4 separate regions of the Mus musculus genome follow, and all the other regions are linked to region 1. Evidence: chromatin contacts called from public Hi-C data. All regions are on one chromosome and are shown on one strand. Each heading gives the region's core, a stretch centred on a gene start, on an enhancer-like site or on the middle of the called end of the contact. The rest is flanking DNA. Distances are from core to core; before and after follow the strand shown.

Region 1 (3,781 bases), core at 773-3,272:
CCCTAGACATTACTAAACACCCTTGGAGCCAAAAAACTAGAACTATAGCCATTGCGCGCATACACACACACACACACACACACACACACACACACTCTCTCTCTCTCTCTATCTGGATTCATCTCCAACTTTTTAAACTTTACATCCTAGAAGGAGCCTCCCTCAACTAGCCTAATTCCTCACCCAACTGTCTAGAGGTTACACACTCTGCCCAGAATCTAATGGCTCCTTCAACAAGCAGGTACTGTTTCAAATTTCAACAAGACTTTCCCATGCTTACTCTACATTTCTTATTTTCTCCTTAAAATTTTCCATAGTCAACATAATGCCTATTTATCTGTGACCACTCACTAAAAGGTTAATTCCTTTAAGGCAAGTTTTGTTCTTTTGTTCTTCAACTATCCAAAATACCACTCTGAAGAAAGGCCCAGCAAACACTTGCTGATTCACTCTTTCAACATTGACAAGTCTCATTCTTTCTTACATGTGGTAATATGCAGATTTAGTTCTGTTTACCTGTTTCACATCTAGCCTTTGTACAGCAACCAGACTGCTTCTTTCTTGATACAGTGTCACCAGGCTAGCCTTGACACTGCCTTTGCCTCCTGAGTGCTGGGATTGCTAGCATGCATGCACCACTATACCAAGCTCTGGTCTCCTTTATGACCCAATAACATTCCTCATGCTTTGCATGTGTTTACAGAACATATGCAAATAAATTCATTCAGTATACCCAAAACCAGATTATTATTCCCATTTAACAGAAGAGAAACACAGACTGCCTGAGTCAATTTGCAAAAATTGCAAGATCCAGGAGTACAAATCCAGTCTTGCCAACAATGGAACCAGAGTCACACATAAATACGTAAGACTTAGAGGATAGGCCCAGGTTCAGGAAGGTGACTGAGTGCAGCATGAACAATTCTATATAAAAGGAAAAGCAGAGGGCTGTAGCACAGTGCCACAATAGCCACACCCCCAAAATAATTGCTAACATTTATAGAGCCTTTACATACAGCCAGTTTCATTTTACTACTTTTCCTCGGCCACCGAGGGAAACCAGGACTATTATTAGCCGCTATTTGTAGAAAACAGAAGCCAGGGGCGATGAAATAATGTGCACACAAGGTCATCCTCAGGTGAGAGGATGCGGCCTTGAGGTCTGACCTCTTTTTCAAATCCAAAGCAGTCCGACAACTCTGGGGTCCTGGCTCATTCTTCTCCCATGAACCAGAACTATCAACTCTCTTGGCAGGCCGGCTTGGGACCAGGTCGGAGAACAGGTGGGTCTGTGCACGTTACCCACCCCAGCTACGGCTAGTTAAATCTCAGGAGAGGATACTTTCACCGCCTCCTTCCTCCTCCTTCAGGAGAGCTAACCCAAAATACAAGGTGGAGGTCGGTGAAGAATGGACAGAAATCTCGGTATCAGTCCCCAATCCCAATATCAGTCCCCACTCCTTCCAGTTAAAACGAAAACATTAAAAGCAATGGGAACTCTACCCGGGTCGCCAGGACCCCTGAGGGTTTCTACTCAGCAGGTCACGCGCCCCCGCCGATTCTCTACAAAGAGCCATTCTGAGTCCGCCGCCAATCACCGACTGGCAGGCGGCAACAAGACCGCCACCCTATCTCGGGCCGCCCAGGCCCAGATCTGGGGCGGCCGCGCGCACTCAGGTAGGACCCTCGAGGCTTGCCCTCCGCTTGGCCGGGCACCCAATGAAGGCTGCCATCTCATCGAACCTTGCTATTAAGAAAGATGAGACCTGAATTCTGATTGGCTGCCGCTGCTTTCCGCCACTCCCGGAGAACCCGGAGCCATCGCTCCCACATTCCGCGAAGATCCCCGTCCCCGATCTCCCCCACACACTCTAACGGAAGGATCCCCGTACCTGAACGTCCTCATTGCGGAGTTCATCTATGAGCACCGCAATAGGATAGAGCGAATCGTCACCGTCGGCAGCTGCCATCTTGGCTCCCTGGCGTTTCTATCAGGCAGCAGCGAGCTCCAGGCGGAATCCGGGATCGGGCGGGGCGGTGCCGGGGAAAGGACGCAAAGCGGACGTGGGGGCGCCCGAGCCGCCCTACAGGGGCCGTCCCGCCGCCATTGCCGCACAAGCTCGCGTCTGTTTGGTCTGAACCAACCAAGTCCCGCCTACTTCTCATTCACCATTGGCCGGACGAATGAGATGTTTTTCCCGAAGGACGAGAGGAACCGGAAGTGAAGTATCTTAGTGACCAAGATTGTGCCCGCCTACGTCGCTGCTAGCAACCACGGGAACAAGCAGGTCTAGCTGCCAATGAGAGTCGAGGGTGGGAGGTGGCTAAGATGGCCCCTTGGGGAGAGGCGGAGAAGACTTAAGCTGGAGTCTTGGGAGCTATGCGTGACGTAATGAAGGACATGCTTGTCTGGTTCTGCTATACCGGTCTCTGTAAAGGAGGGACTCCTAAGTAGGGAGATTTGCCTTGCTTGGTTTCTAGGATGCGGTTCTGGGGCTCTTGGCGTTCAAGGCTTTATTACCCACCCCCCTTACCCGGAAGAAATAGAGCGGCCAGAGCGAGTCTTCATCCTGCCGGGGAGCTTCTAGGTAGCTAGTAAAAAATGAACAAGGTCGAAAGTTTTTTGAGGATGGACCTCTGCCTCATAATGAGCTTGGGCGCTGTGATTCACTTAGAAGGCGAATATAAAACTATCACAATCCTTTCTCCTTAAGGTTGAAAATATGAAAGGGAAGAAGGTGGGCATAGCGGGGTTGTTAGATGCTATCAAGGTTGTTAAAGCGTGGCTATTTCTATACTTGATTTTTGTTTTCTCCTTTCGACTCCCCTCGCCTCTCCCCTCCTCCATCATCCTCCCCCCCACACCTCCATTCCTCCCTTCCCCCTTCTTCCTCTCCAATTAGAGAGAAAATTGAGAAAGCACCCTCACAGAGAGTGGAAATAAACAAACAAACAAACAAACAACCCCCCCCCCCTCACAGAGAGTAGGCGTTCCTAAGTAATGATGCAGATCACATATCTCTGGCCCTGAATAGGAAACACTTGGTCTTGTGATAACGAACAGAAGGCATAGCCATGTGTGAAAGTGCACATGCTTTCAATCATGAAACTCAGGAAGCAAAAACTTGTCATCTTTCTGAGATTGACATCATCTTGGTCTACATAGTGACCTCCGGGCCAGTCAAAGGTCTATGGTGTAACCCTCAAAAGACAGCCATACCATTGCCTCATCCCATAAGAGTTAATCCAAATGGTCTGGCTTAGAAACTTCAGTTTATACGCTACCTCACTAAAAGAGTTTGGCACAATGGTACCATTGTCTATTCTTTGTGAGTGTATTTTCTTTTATGATCTCTCTGGCCATTCTTCAGTTTCTTTCCTTTATATGAACTCTTCTATACTGTACTTTATGTGTTTCTGAAACCAATCAACAGAAAACTGGGGAACTCAGGAGAGGCTATGGAGAGGAATTCCAAACAGTGCCTTCTTGGACCATTTTTGATTTAACAGATCTTTTGGAAAAAACATCCTCTTGCCTGTCTCCTCTCCTTTCAGATATAGTAAAGTTTTCTAGTCTTACTTTGAACTGCCCTAGGTTAAACATTGTAGGAAGCACTGGATTTCTTAACAAGTACAAGAAGAGGGTAAGTTTAATTAATTAGTACTAGGTTGTGATTGGTAATGGGCTTACTGGCATTTCTAATCAATTTATGTGAATTATGAAAACTAAAAAATAAGGTTTTATTTACTTTTTTGATTTTAAATTTGTATCCTTTATCTC
Region 2 (3,781 bases), core at 895-3,394, 5.4 Mb after region 1:
GTTAATCTCGATTAGCTTGACTCTCAGGCTTCTGGCGAGATGCTGAGTCTCGAGAACCGCTTCCTAACAGAATTATTCTTACTGGGGACAAAACGGGCGGCTGCAGGCCTGGGTAAAACTCTCCCACCGGGGGAAGCGGCTGAGACGTGCGGTGCGCGGGGCTGTCCGGTGCCAGCCCCTCGGAGACGCTCACCCTTGGTACTGGGTTTCAGGACCCCGCCGAGGCGATGGTCCAGAGACTGGTTACTCGCGGAGCCGCCGCAGCGCGCGCGGAGGACCGTTCCCAGCCCGGCCGCGCGCCCACTCGCGTCTCCTCCGGCAAACTCCGGGGACCCGCTGCAGAAGTCGCCTTTATTAAGGCCTCCAAGCAGAGAAAAGGATGAAAGGACCGTTACCTGGGCACTGCGGAGAAAATGACGCGACCGCAGAAACCTAGCCAAACCGCCAGCAGATACCCGCCACCGCTACCGGACTCGATCCACCGAACGCCTGACGCACATCTGATGCCGTCACTTCCGCCAGTTGCGCTCTTGACTGCAGTCCGATTTGTTGTGCTTAAGCTGTGAGACACTGGGAAGGAAACGAGCGGGCCGGGTACCAGCAGTTCCGGGGCGGGGCCTCCGACGGCCCTTTCTAGCTGTCAAAGAGAGATCTATTGAGTGTGTAGCGGAAACAGTTGGGGATGTGGCAATGGCGATCAAGCCCAAGCAAGCGTTCTACCACTGAACTACATCCTCAGTCTTCCATGATTTGTTTTTGTGAGAAAGAGTTTCTCTGTGTAGCCCCGACTTTCTTGGGACTCACTCTGTAGAACTGGCTGGCTTCGAACTCCAGAGATTGCTTGGCAAGCTTACTGGCTCCTCCCCTTTGAGATTTGTGAGGTGGCTAAGGAAAATGTCAAGCAAACGCTCCTCATCATGTTCTCAGTAGATGTTAACTTACGTTCAAGGAAGAACAACAAAACAAGCGACTTTGTAGTCACAGATTCATTTCTATTTTTAGCTCGGTCACTACCAGCTCTCTTCCTTGCTGCCACAAGAAAACGTCAGCTGTTTCTTAGGCTGCTTCATAATGCTTGATTGATTCCAACATATCTTAATTTTTTTTTCCTTCTGAAGTTCATCTAAGGCATATACATGTGTTGTTCTGCGTACTTCCTTTCCCTTGTATTTTGCATTATCAACGAGGTAATGAGCTCCTTTAGGTTAAGGTTAGCGCTCTCTCTCTCTCTCTTTCTCTCTGTGTGTGTGTCTGTGTGTGTGATGGACAGTATCTGTGTGTTATGTGTGTAGGTGTTGTATAGGTTGTCTATTTACACAGACTCTAATAAGTACAATAGTACTGTGTATCTATTTTCCCCTAAAGGAAACATTTTCTCTTGAAAGTACAGGAAACCTCAGAAGACTGGGGAATTGAGAAAACTTAACAAAGGCTTGTCAAGAGGCAATATAAGGGAAGCGGGTTTTATGTTGTCTTACTGTTTGAGGAGATACAACCCAGGGGGAAGCATGCCAACTGGATTGCATCCACAGACCAGAAACATAAATAGATAAATGTTAGTTCGCTTCTTCTTTATTTAGTCGGGAAATCCAGGCAATGAGGTGGCGCCGCTTATATTTTAGTTGGGTCTTCGCTCCTCAATTAAACCTTGAAACACCCGCATAGACGCATCCATGGGTTTTACCTACATGATGCTAAGTTCTGTGAAATTAACAATATTAACCATCATATTCTGGCTAAAGAAATCTGGTATTGCTTCCTGGGTCTCGTGGCTGCGTACACCACACAGTTGACATGCGTCCTGATTGGCCTTGAATGCAGCATGAACTACTAACCCGTCTCAAACGCTGTGCCACTTCGCCAATGTGACATCCGAGTTGTCGTTGCTCTGTAATTGGGTTAATTTTTTTGGTATGGTCAGACTTTTAATTTTCTATCCGCCATGAGTAAATCCAAACGTTTTCTTAGGGTTATAAAACAGGTTTCTCTGTTGGCAGGATTGGCGGATCCAGGTTGTGCGCTAGCCGGACGCAGGCGTAGACCTCCAAGAGCAACGACGAGTGCAGGCTAGAGGAGCCTAGGGGGGCGGGGCGAGGGAGGCGGAAGTGGACCGGTCCCGGCGGCCATTTTGCCGTGAGACAGCAGGAGTTAGGCGCGATGCTTTCCACTGCTGCTTACCGAGACGTGGAACGAGAGCTGGGAATGGGGCCTCACGGCTCCGCCGGCCCTGTGCAGCTGCGGTTTTCGCCTTATGCCTTCAACGGAGGGTAAAAGCCTGGGCCTGCTGCCCTCACCTGGGTCGAGCCTGGGGTCGCGACGGGCGGGTGTGGGAATGGCAGGGATGTAGCCTGCAGCCCAGCACTCAGTTGTGCATGGACGCCCTCGGTGCCGTTTGCTCCAGCAACCGGGCTCCCACCTCAATCTTCCGCCCTATGGCCTGTTGTTTGGTAGGGCTTGAACACGTTTCTAAAGCCAACGGGCGAACATGAAGTTATGATTTGTCTTGGTTGTTAGACGAGTAGCTGTTTCTGTCGCTGGGCCGCCTGATCACTTGTTGTTTTAAGAGGAAACTAACATGATTAACCAGACTTAATTTCAGGGATGAAAGTGAAGGTTGTTTTGTTCTGCTCTTGAGACGTAGCCTGCTGGGCAAGGTCTACTGAGCTGCATCCACAGCCTTAGGCAGTCGGACCCTTGTGTGTGTTTATTTTTACTCTCAAATTACTTTAGCATTTTAATTATCCGCTTTATTCGAAGATATTTTTCCTTTGTATTTAGGACCGTTGACAATACAGGGGTATTCTTCATCAAATTAGAAGTTGAAACAGCTAATTATCCAAAAAAGGGGGGCGGGGGGGGGGCTTGTTTAAGAAAAGCAAAACCAGCCAGGCGGTGGTGGAGCACGCCTTTACTGCTAGCAAAGGCAAGTGGGTCTCTTAAGTTCGTGGCCAGTCTGGTCTACAGAGCAAGTTCCAGGACAGCCTGGGCTACACGGAGAATCTTTGTCTCAAGAAAGAAAAGCAAAAACGTTAAATATGGCTTTATGAATGTTGAGCGTTGATCATACAGATAGTGAAAGGTTGATTTTAGTCTTGGTTGTACCTTTTGAAGAGCAATTGTGAATGTACTATGTGGGCTCCTTTCAGTTACTTATAGATTGGGGAAGACTCAAGGTAGGTTTTTTTGTTTGTTTGTTTGTTTGTTTTAATTTCAAGCAGTTAAGTGAATAATTTCATAGTTTTACTTCTTGACTCTTGGCATCTAAACAGCCCAGGCTATAGAGCTGGTGTGAATTAGAACCGGATTTAAATTCATAGCGTTCTCAGCCGAGTCCAGTTTCAGTTTGCTTTTCCAGTATGCTGCTTAATGCTGCACGTGAACACTAAGTACTTACTTTGTAAGATGTGTTAATTTCAAGGTGTTCCGAATGCAGTACTCATGAGTCACTTTTTTTAACCTCCTTTACTTCTTCTTATCCATCACTTTGTTCATAGTTACTTACACCTATCCATTAAATCACTTTTCTCTTTTGTGCCTTTTAGCATTTATTGCAACTAGCCCTGCAAGCAGCCTCAGATTCTACAATATATAAATTTCTCTTTGTAGCTTCCAGGTTTTTGTCACTTGAGGCCTTTATATAATTACTAATCTTTTATAATTCCTAAGTCTGTTTCTGTAACTATTTCTCAAAAGTCCCTGAAATTCCGGCCTCTTTGGGAAACCGTATCTAACCGAGTTTTCTGATCTCTCCATAACCCATGTTAGTAAACAAAACAAGCAG
Region 3 (3,781 bases), core at 679-3,178, 5.4 Mb after region 1:
TCTTATCACTAGACATTTTAAATTAATTTCTTTTTAAAAGATCTATTTATTTATGTGTATTTTCGTAGGTCTAAGTGTACGTAAGTGCACCACGTAAGTCATCAAAGTCATCAGATCCCATGAACTAGAGTTACGGGGTGAGGGGTTGTGAGCTGCCCCCGCGATGGTGATGGAAGAGAATGTGTGTACTCTGCAAGAGCGGTAAGTGCTCTTAACCACTGAGCCATCTCTCCACCCCTCTTATAAGCTAATTTCTATTCAGTAATAACGATTTATATTAGCCAAGGCACTCTATTATTACGCCACGAACATTTTAGTAAACCTATGTGCTTATTTATTAAAGTTATTGTTAAATTAGAGGCTTTTAAATTTTTTTTTTTTAAACTCTTTCATAGCCTAATTTTTAGGTTCTTTTCCGGAGAGCCTTATTTGTTTTGATTTTGTCTATCTATTTGATTAAGCTACTTATCTCAGGCGAGACGTGAGCTCAGGGTATGCCTGCCAAAGCTGGACTTCCGGTCCCACCCTCATCCCCGGCTTCCCGGTGCCCAGCTCCAATTGGAGATTGACTGAAACCCCACTCTAGAGCAGACCTAAGCACTTAAAGCTCTGCTCCATGGTTTTAAGACCTTTAGTAGACAGGACACAGGTCAGGTAACACAGCCTGCCACATTGAAAAAGAGGAGTCTGAAGGAACGGACGCCGCACAGAGAACAAGTGTGCGCCTGCGCGCTGGCCACTACCTGATTCGTGCAGGGGCCTGGCAATCCCAGCGAGGGGAGGGGCAGCCTGGAGAAAGCCACGGGCAGGAATTGCACCCTGACTGACAGGCAGAGCTCCGCCCTCCGCTTTTCTTGTTCCCGCCCCTCAGCCAGCTGTCTGTCAATTGGCGGATTCTCCTGTCAGTCAGCCTCGGAACTCCTCAGAGGGACGAACGCCGGCGGTGGCCTCAGAGCCGCGGGATTCTGGACCATGAGTGCAGGCGAAACCTTCAGGACCAGCGAGGCTTTCTAGGCTCAGCCCGTGAGACCCCATATCCCCTAAATTAGATTCGGACCCCCTCAGCGTGACACGCGCGCGCGCGCTCACACGCACACACCCGGTCACCTCAGCTTCTCGGGAACTCCAAACGCCCTTTGGCTGAGTGAGGTCCCAAATGCACTTGTGCGGAACCAACCCAGCCTCTGCCTGAGGAACCTGGGTAGCTCGCCTCAGAGAGACTAAGTTTCCAGACAGGAAACCTGGACTCTCAGCGTAGAGACTCTCCTAAGCCCCAAAGACCCCAGACGCCCTCGGTCTCGAGGACCTGTCTGTCACTCCAGATTGGCTTCCAGAGATCCTAAATGCTCTCGTCCCGCAGGACCCTAAATACCTCCGACGTGACAAATCCCAACTCTTCGTGACATAATCGTCAAATCTCGTCAGACTGCGAGTCTCCAAACCTTATTTCACAGCCTGAAAGACTCCTCTAGCCTACGAACCCAATTCCTTCAATCTGATGCACCCCACTCCTCAGCCCGAGGTCCCCAAAGTTAAAATCTCAGCCAGAGCGTTCCTACATTTTCACCAGAGGGACTTCAATCCCTTGTACTCGGGATTCCCGAATCCATTTACCTGAAAACATCTTTCAGACCCTGGCTGACTCCTTGGTCCAGATGAAGAGCAAGTGGGAATGGGGTGGGGGGGGACACCGGTTGGCGGGAGGAATCTTCCTTCCTTGCTGTCGCAGGTCCTGACCCGGACGGAGGGTCGGTGCCTAGGTTTAGGGCTCAGTCCAGAATCCTTGCTCCTGCACCAGAGTACTAGACCTCGGAGTCCGAAGAAGCTGCCTGTGTTGGCTGCATGGATTCCCAGCCCCTAGCTCCTTCCCATGTGCTGGTGGGCATCTCTGATCGCCTAAGGCCCTTAGTTACCTCTTCATCCATAGGACCATAGGACCCTGGACCTCTCCAGTGAAATGTCCTGCACCATGAACACCAACAAGCTGGAAGAAAATAGTCCTGAAGAAGATACAGGGAAATTCGAGTGGAAACCCAAGGTAGTACGAAGTTATCCTTGAGTCAGGAGGATCATGGGGTGGGCAGAGGCAAACAGCCTTGAGTACCAATACCATATTGATTTTTCCTATGACAAGAAGGTGGGTCCCGATATGTGAGAGAGGAAAGGCTCATTAGCAACTGCTCTGTCAGCATGAACATCCAGTGTTTGCTTAAAGAAGGTTCTGGGAATGGGAGGATAACCTTGGTCACTGAGACCACATTCCAGGGTCCCAAGCCCGGCCCAGCATGTTCCGTTTTTTGTTTTTATTTTTTTTCCCCCAGGTCAAAGATGAATTCAAAGACATTTCCATATACTTCTCCAAAGAAGAATGGGCAGAGATGGGAGAGTGGGAGAAAATTCGCTATAGAAATGTGAAAAGGAACTATAAAATGCTGATTTCAATAGGTAACAAGAAGTCTTCGGTTGAACCAGTCTAGATTAAAAAAATAAAATCTCAGTTCCCATGTTCCCATGTTATGTTAGGGTCTTCCCAGGTATCTACAGTGGTACAGTTCCCAATGGAGACAAGTTTAGAGGAAACGTGTGTGTGTGTGTGTGTGTCTGTGTGTCCAGGACTAAATGTTAGCACTGGCCCTGTAGAGATCTCATCTCCACACCCAGAGCCTACCTGGCCTTGTGATACATTTGTTCCATCCTCTAGGGCCTTTTTAAGAGGAATATTTTGCTGCTTTTCAGGTCTCAGAGCCCCTAGACCAGCTTTCATGTGTTACCAAAGGCAAGCAATGAAACCCCAAATAAATGACAGTGAGGATTCTGATGAAGAGTGGACACCTAAGCAACAAGGTGAGGAGAGGCTAGGAGAGTTTAGAAGTGAGGTGAGGGGGCAGGAGAATTTAGAAGTACCCATCGGAAACCAAGCCAGATTTAGGTTCCATAATGTCTCAGAACCAACTTCTGAAAACTGGGTGTTTCAGAATCAAGGGTCAGCAAACAAACAAGATGCAATGCAAAATTAATAGTAAGAATCTATTCCTGTACATTTTAAAATATGTGAAAACTATATGCTATTTATAAATATAATAAATATGAAATATATACAAATCTGGGCATGAACAAGAAATATCAAACCCAAAGTAGCTAGGATAAGCACCTTACCTAGTCTGTAGCCTGCGTGCTTATTATTAATCATGTAAATATGACCATGGTTGTGCAAATGTCTCTTCAAGATCTTATTTTCACTCTTTATATGTACATAAAGAAATCTAAATCATAAAGTAATTCTATTTTAATTTTTTTTTTTGAGACAGGGTTTCTCTGTGTAGCCCTGGCTTTCCTGGAACTCACTCTGTAGACCAGGCTGGCCTTGAACTCAGAAATCTGCCTGTCTCTGCCCCCCAAGTGCTGGGATTAAAGGCATGGGCCACCACGCCCAGCTCTATTTTAATTTTTGAGGGACTTACTATTTCTGGTAGCTGTGCCATTTTATATTCCCATCAAAGGTGGTCATTCAAGCATTCCAATTTGTCCTCATCCTTGCCATTACTTCTTATGATATATCACTGGGACTTTAATTTTCATTTCCCTGATAACTAATTGTGTTGAACACTTTTTTCTATGCTTGTTGGCCACTTAAATATCTGGAGAAATGTGTGCTCGTTGCATTAATTAGGTAGCTAAAGAGCTGTCAACAAAATATCATGTGCTAAATTTTTAAGCAGAAATATATTTCTTACAGTTCTAGAGGCTAGAAATCCAAAATGGGAGTGCTGCCTTGTCAGGT
Region 4 (3,781 bases), core at 759-3,258, 5.2 Mb after region 1:
ACTGTTTCAGCTTCAATTACTTCAAAATATAAACCCTCCAATAGATTTAAATAGATCAAAGCCTTCTATAGTCCCTGCTATCTTGCTATCTTTACACACACACACACACACACACACACACATAATATGCAATGTTAACAAAACTGCTATTAGAGTCATTTTAACTTTTGCCAAGCTAAGACAATTTGATAAAAACACTCAGTTTCAGGTCTCAGGTAACCAGCTGGTTTAAAGAACTTGCTTACCTTGATTCTCCGCTGCCATTTCTAACACTTTCTTCATCACTGTGTCCATTCATTGTAAATATCAAGAAGTTTTAAATAAAACAAAAATCCCCTCAGATTAATAAAAGATGAGTATGAATGCAGATTTCCTCGAATATCAAAATTTCAAAGATGAATTTTCTTCAACATTCACGGGTTTCCTGGGGCTCTCTCTGTGTCACCTGCGGGAAATAGATTAGCAGTTAAGAATATGTGCTGTAGGAAAAGATGTAAGCCCGACTTAGAACTCCCAGAAATGGACCTAGGCCATCAGACTAGAGGTGGCTCGAAGGCCCAGACGCCTTTCACGTACAAGAACTAGGCATCTATTAAGTGCATTCTTGCTTGCTAGGACTTAGCCTGCCACTGCTAGTGCTGTTTTGACAGAAGAGCAACAAACTTTCCAGACTAATTACTACTGTGTAGCACTATTTATATAGATTCCTAAAACAAAGTAACATATACATACTCCCAAAGAGGAGAAAATGCTACTCGGTAACTTCGACAAACAAACGACGAGAGGGTAAGGGTTATGTTTACTGAAGCACTAACTCCTATTACTAAGAACTTCATATCCAGCTAAGGAAAGTTTTTAAATGTTCATTCGGAAAAGAGAGTAATAAAAGGTTATCATGATCTTAGCAAAACTACAAACGTCAAAACAGACAGTTTTTACCAGGTAAACCAATGGTAGAGTGGAAAAAAAAATTATATACCCAGTAAGGTACTTAAGACGCCTTGAAAAAAAACATAAAAAGGCAATACAAAGAATACACACTGTATCTTATTTTCAAGGCAAACGACGGGGACGGGGGTGGGGAGCAAGACAATATTTCCACCTCTCAAGATTTCCGCCAGAGCACTAGAGTCACCTACAAGCCAACCACGAATAAACAAAGGAGATCTCTGGCAGGGGAGGGAGAGGAAGAAGCGGGGGAAGGAGACGTCAGATCCTTCCCCAGCCAGAAAGTACCACCAAGACACACTCGGGACGCAACAGAGTTGTCCTCCGACTCCAGCAGAGACTTAACTGATTATTTCCACTCCAAAGAACAGAGGGGCCAAACAGGCTGCTGCCACCTCCGCCCGGGGGGCCGACTCTGCACCTGGATCAGGATTTCCAACCTGCAGAGCTCAGTCTCCATACCTCTGGGAGAACAGGTCACCTAAGATCCACAGCACTCAACAGTAATTCCTAACGTTAACTATTAATTCCAGCCCCGGTGAAACCGGCCGAAGTCCTCCACCTCCTCTCCGCAAAGTCTGCGCTGAGAAAGTTCACTCGCCTAGGCGCTTTCCCTTTCACCTTCCTCTCGCCCCTCAAGATGGCTTTCCCCGTCCGCTGGACTTCCTTTCCAGCCTCGCCTCCTTTCTCCGTCCGGCCCTAAGTTCTCCTCCGAGCGCCCGGACTCCGGACGCTCCCGCGTCTCAACAATAAGAGCCCCCGAAGTGGCCAGGGCTCCCTCTGCAGCCTCCTTCCCCGCCTGGCAGTTGCCGGGCTCCCGGCTAAGTTTGCCGGGCGGCGCCGCGCGGGGCCGCTGCACCTTCTCCCCGCAGCCGGGCGCCGCGGCCTCCTTCCCGCCTCCCGCTCCCGCAGCCCCGCCGCGCGCCCTCCCGGGCTCGCCCGGCCACCGCCCCCTCCCCCCCACCCGCCCCGCGCTCCCACGTGCTGGTCCCCTCCGCGCGCCGGGCAGCGCCGCCAGGCCGCTGAGGATGCGCCGGGCCGCTCTCCCACGCCCCCGGCGCCGCGCCGGGCCTCGCGGGCCTCGCCCGCTCCCGGCCTCCCCGGCCTCGCCGACCCGTCCTTACCGGCGGGCACAGGGCGAAGGGTGGCGCGGGCCGGCGCCTCGGGCGGAGGATGCCCCGCGCGGGGGCCCGCGATCCTGGATGCCCAGGCCGCGGGACCCGCGCCGCGGACGGCAGAGGGGGAGGGGAGGCAGCGGGCGGAGACGCGCGGAGCTGGGGAGCGGGTCCGACGATCAGTTCATCTCCGGGCGCCCGGGCCGAGCGGGAAGTACCGAGGGCGCCTCCTCCGTCCGCGCTCCCGCCCCGCCGCTTATCGGCCGCCGGCAGCCGCCATGACGCCAAGACCGCGATCGAGCGCAACCGTCTCCGCCGCGCGGCGCCGCCGAGGTCGCTGTCGCCTCCGCCTCCCGAGCGACGTCACCGCCTCGGTTCACTCCCCTTCCCGGCGCGCGGCGGCGGCGCGCACGCCCGGCCTTTCCGCCGACGCGCGGGGGCGGGGCGGGGCGGGGCGGGGCGCCGAGGTGGTGCACGCCCCTCGGGGAAAGCCACCGAGTCCAGCCCAGGCTCGGCCTTCGCACTCGTAACCGGCGCTACCCCTGGCGTTCGTGGGGCTCCCGGGGATGGGCGCTCTGGTCACGGCACGGATGCGCAGGGATCCAGAGCGGGGGCCCAGGACTGCCTGCGGTGGGGGCCGGCCGCGCGCGCCGGGTGTCCGGAGTCCGGTCGGAGCTGCTGCGTCACCCGGGCAGCTAGAGAACTATTGGGCAACCTAGTCGCCTCCCGCTGCGATCTTTGCCTGGGCGACCAGCGACTAAGTCTCCTCCCGGGCGGGGCTTTAGTGAAAGAGAGAAAATAGAGTTCGAGCTGCTGACCTCCCAGGACGCTCCTTGATTCGTGTGTGGGTGGCCCATGCCTGGTTCATAAAAGAACTTTTACAACTGTGCCTGCCTAGATCGCTCCCTGGAATGCGGGTGGAAGGGTGCCGTGCGGAATCGGAACTGGAGGGGCGTTGGTAACTGGATCTAAGGTGCTGCAGCTTAGTTGACAGTTACTGTCATTACTGTATCCGCAGGCCTCAGTATGTCGAAGCAGAATCTCTTCAAGCGTGGTGATGTAGCAATCTATGTACGGTTTTCAATTTTGTTTTTATTATGCTTTTTGGTTTTGAAAGAGCGTTTTATTATGTAGCCCAGGGTGGCCTCAGGGTGATCCTTCGAAGTTTAGGCATTACAGGCAGGCGTGTGCCATCACCACAAGGCTGACTGTTTTTGCAAGGATTTGGAACTTTGTTTGCTTACTTGTTTTTAAATCAAAATTCTTTCTGATTTCATTACCTGGCCTGCAAATAAAAGATTCTTTAAAGACAGTATACAAAGCCAGGCTGGTCTTCCACTTCTCCATCTCCCTGCCTCAGCCTCCGGAGTGGTAGTAAAGGAATTGCTGGTGTACCCACCTTGTGGGTCTAACTTTTTAAAGTTTTCAACTTACTTTTTGAAGTTGCATTTTCTGTAGAGACCTCTCCTTCGAAGTCAAATGAGTTTGGCTGCCATAATATCTCCAAATGATTCTTAAGCTATTTGGGAAATTTCTAATGAAAATTTAAACTTTGCCCGGCGGTGGTGGCGCACACCTTTGATCCAAGCACTTGGGAGGCAGAGGCAGGCTGATTTCTGAGTTCGAGGCCAGCCTGGTCTACAAAGTGAGTTCCAGTACAGCCAGGGCTACACAGAGAAACCCTGTCTCGAAAAACCTAAAAAAGAAAGAAAGAAAGA

Evidence for each region. Hi-C and Micro-C count contacts between places; a contact is called where the count stands out from the background.
Region 2: a contact with region 1 is called in a Hi-C map of CD8 T cells, with 7 times the contacts expected there. The contact joins the promoter of Psmb1 here to the promoter of Ppp2r1a in region 1. A contact is called at or near these places in 1 of 39 promoter capture datasets (pre-B cells) and 2 of 484 Hi-C or Micro-C datasets (CD4 T cells and CD8 T cells).
Region 3: a Hi-C map of CD4 T cells shows a contact between it and region 1, with 5 times the contacts expected there. The contact joins the promoter of Prdm9 here to the promoter of Ppp2r1a in region 1. A contact is called at or near these places in 1 of 39 promoter capture datasets (pre-B cells) and 1 of 484 Hi-C or Micro-C datasets (CD4 T cells).
Region 4: a Hi-C map of CD8 T cells shows a contact between it and region 1, with 5 times the contacts expected there. The contact joins the promoter of 5830433I10Rik here to the promoter of Ppp2r1a in region 1. A contact is called at or near these places in 3 of 484 Hi-C or Micro-C datasets (CD4 T cells, CD8 T cells and uterus) and 1 of 9 other capture datasets (pancreatic islet).

What each region holds. Positions count from the first base shown.
Region 1 is chr17:20,943,695-20,947,475 of GRCm38.p6, reverse strand. It overlaps Ppp2r1a (protein phosphatase 2, regulatory subunit A, alpha), which reads right to left and starts at 2,022. Exons shown (of 15, transcript NM_016891.3): 1 at 1,893-2,022. The coding sequence starts at 1,970.
Region 2 is chr17:15,496,639-15,500,419 of GRCm38.p6, reverse strand. Psmb1 (proteasome (prosome, macropain) subunit, beta type 1) reads left to right here and starts at 2,144. Exons shown (of 6, transcript NM_011185.3): 1 at 2,144-2,267. The coding sequence starts at 2,158. Tbp (TATA box binding protein) reads right to left here and starts at 532. Exons shown (of 8, transcript NM_013684.3): 1 at 396-532.
Region 3 is chr17:15,561,478-15,565,258 of GRCm38.p6, reverse strand. It overlaps Prdm9 (PR domain containing 9), which reads left to right and starts at 1,928. Exons shown (of 10, transcript NM_144809.3): 1 at 1,928-2,038; 2 at 2,322-2,445; 3 at 2,737-2,844. The coding sequence starts at 1,970.
Region 4 is chr17:15,703,604-15,707,384 of GRCm38.p6, reverse strand. 5830433I10Rik (a long non-coding RNA gene) reads left to right here and starts at 2,008. Exons shown (of 2, transcript XR_001782213.2): 1 at 2,008-3,071. It overlaps Chd1 (chromodomain helicase DNA binding protein 1), which reads right to left and starts at 2,418. Exons shown (of 36, transcript NM_007690.3): 1 at 2,073-2,418; 2 at 246-445. The coding sequence starts at 298.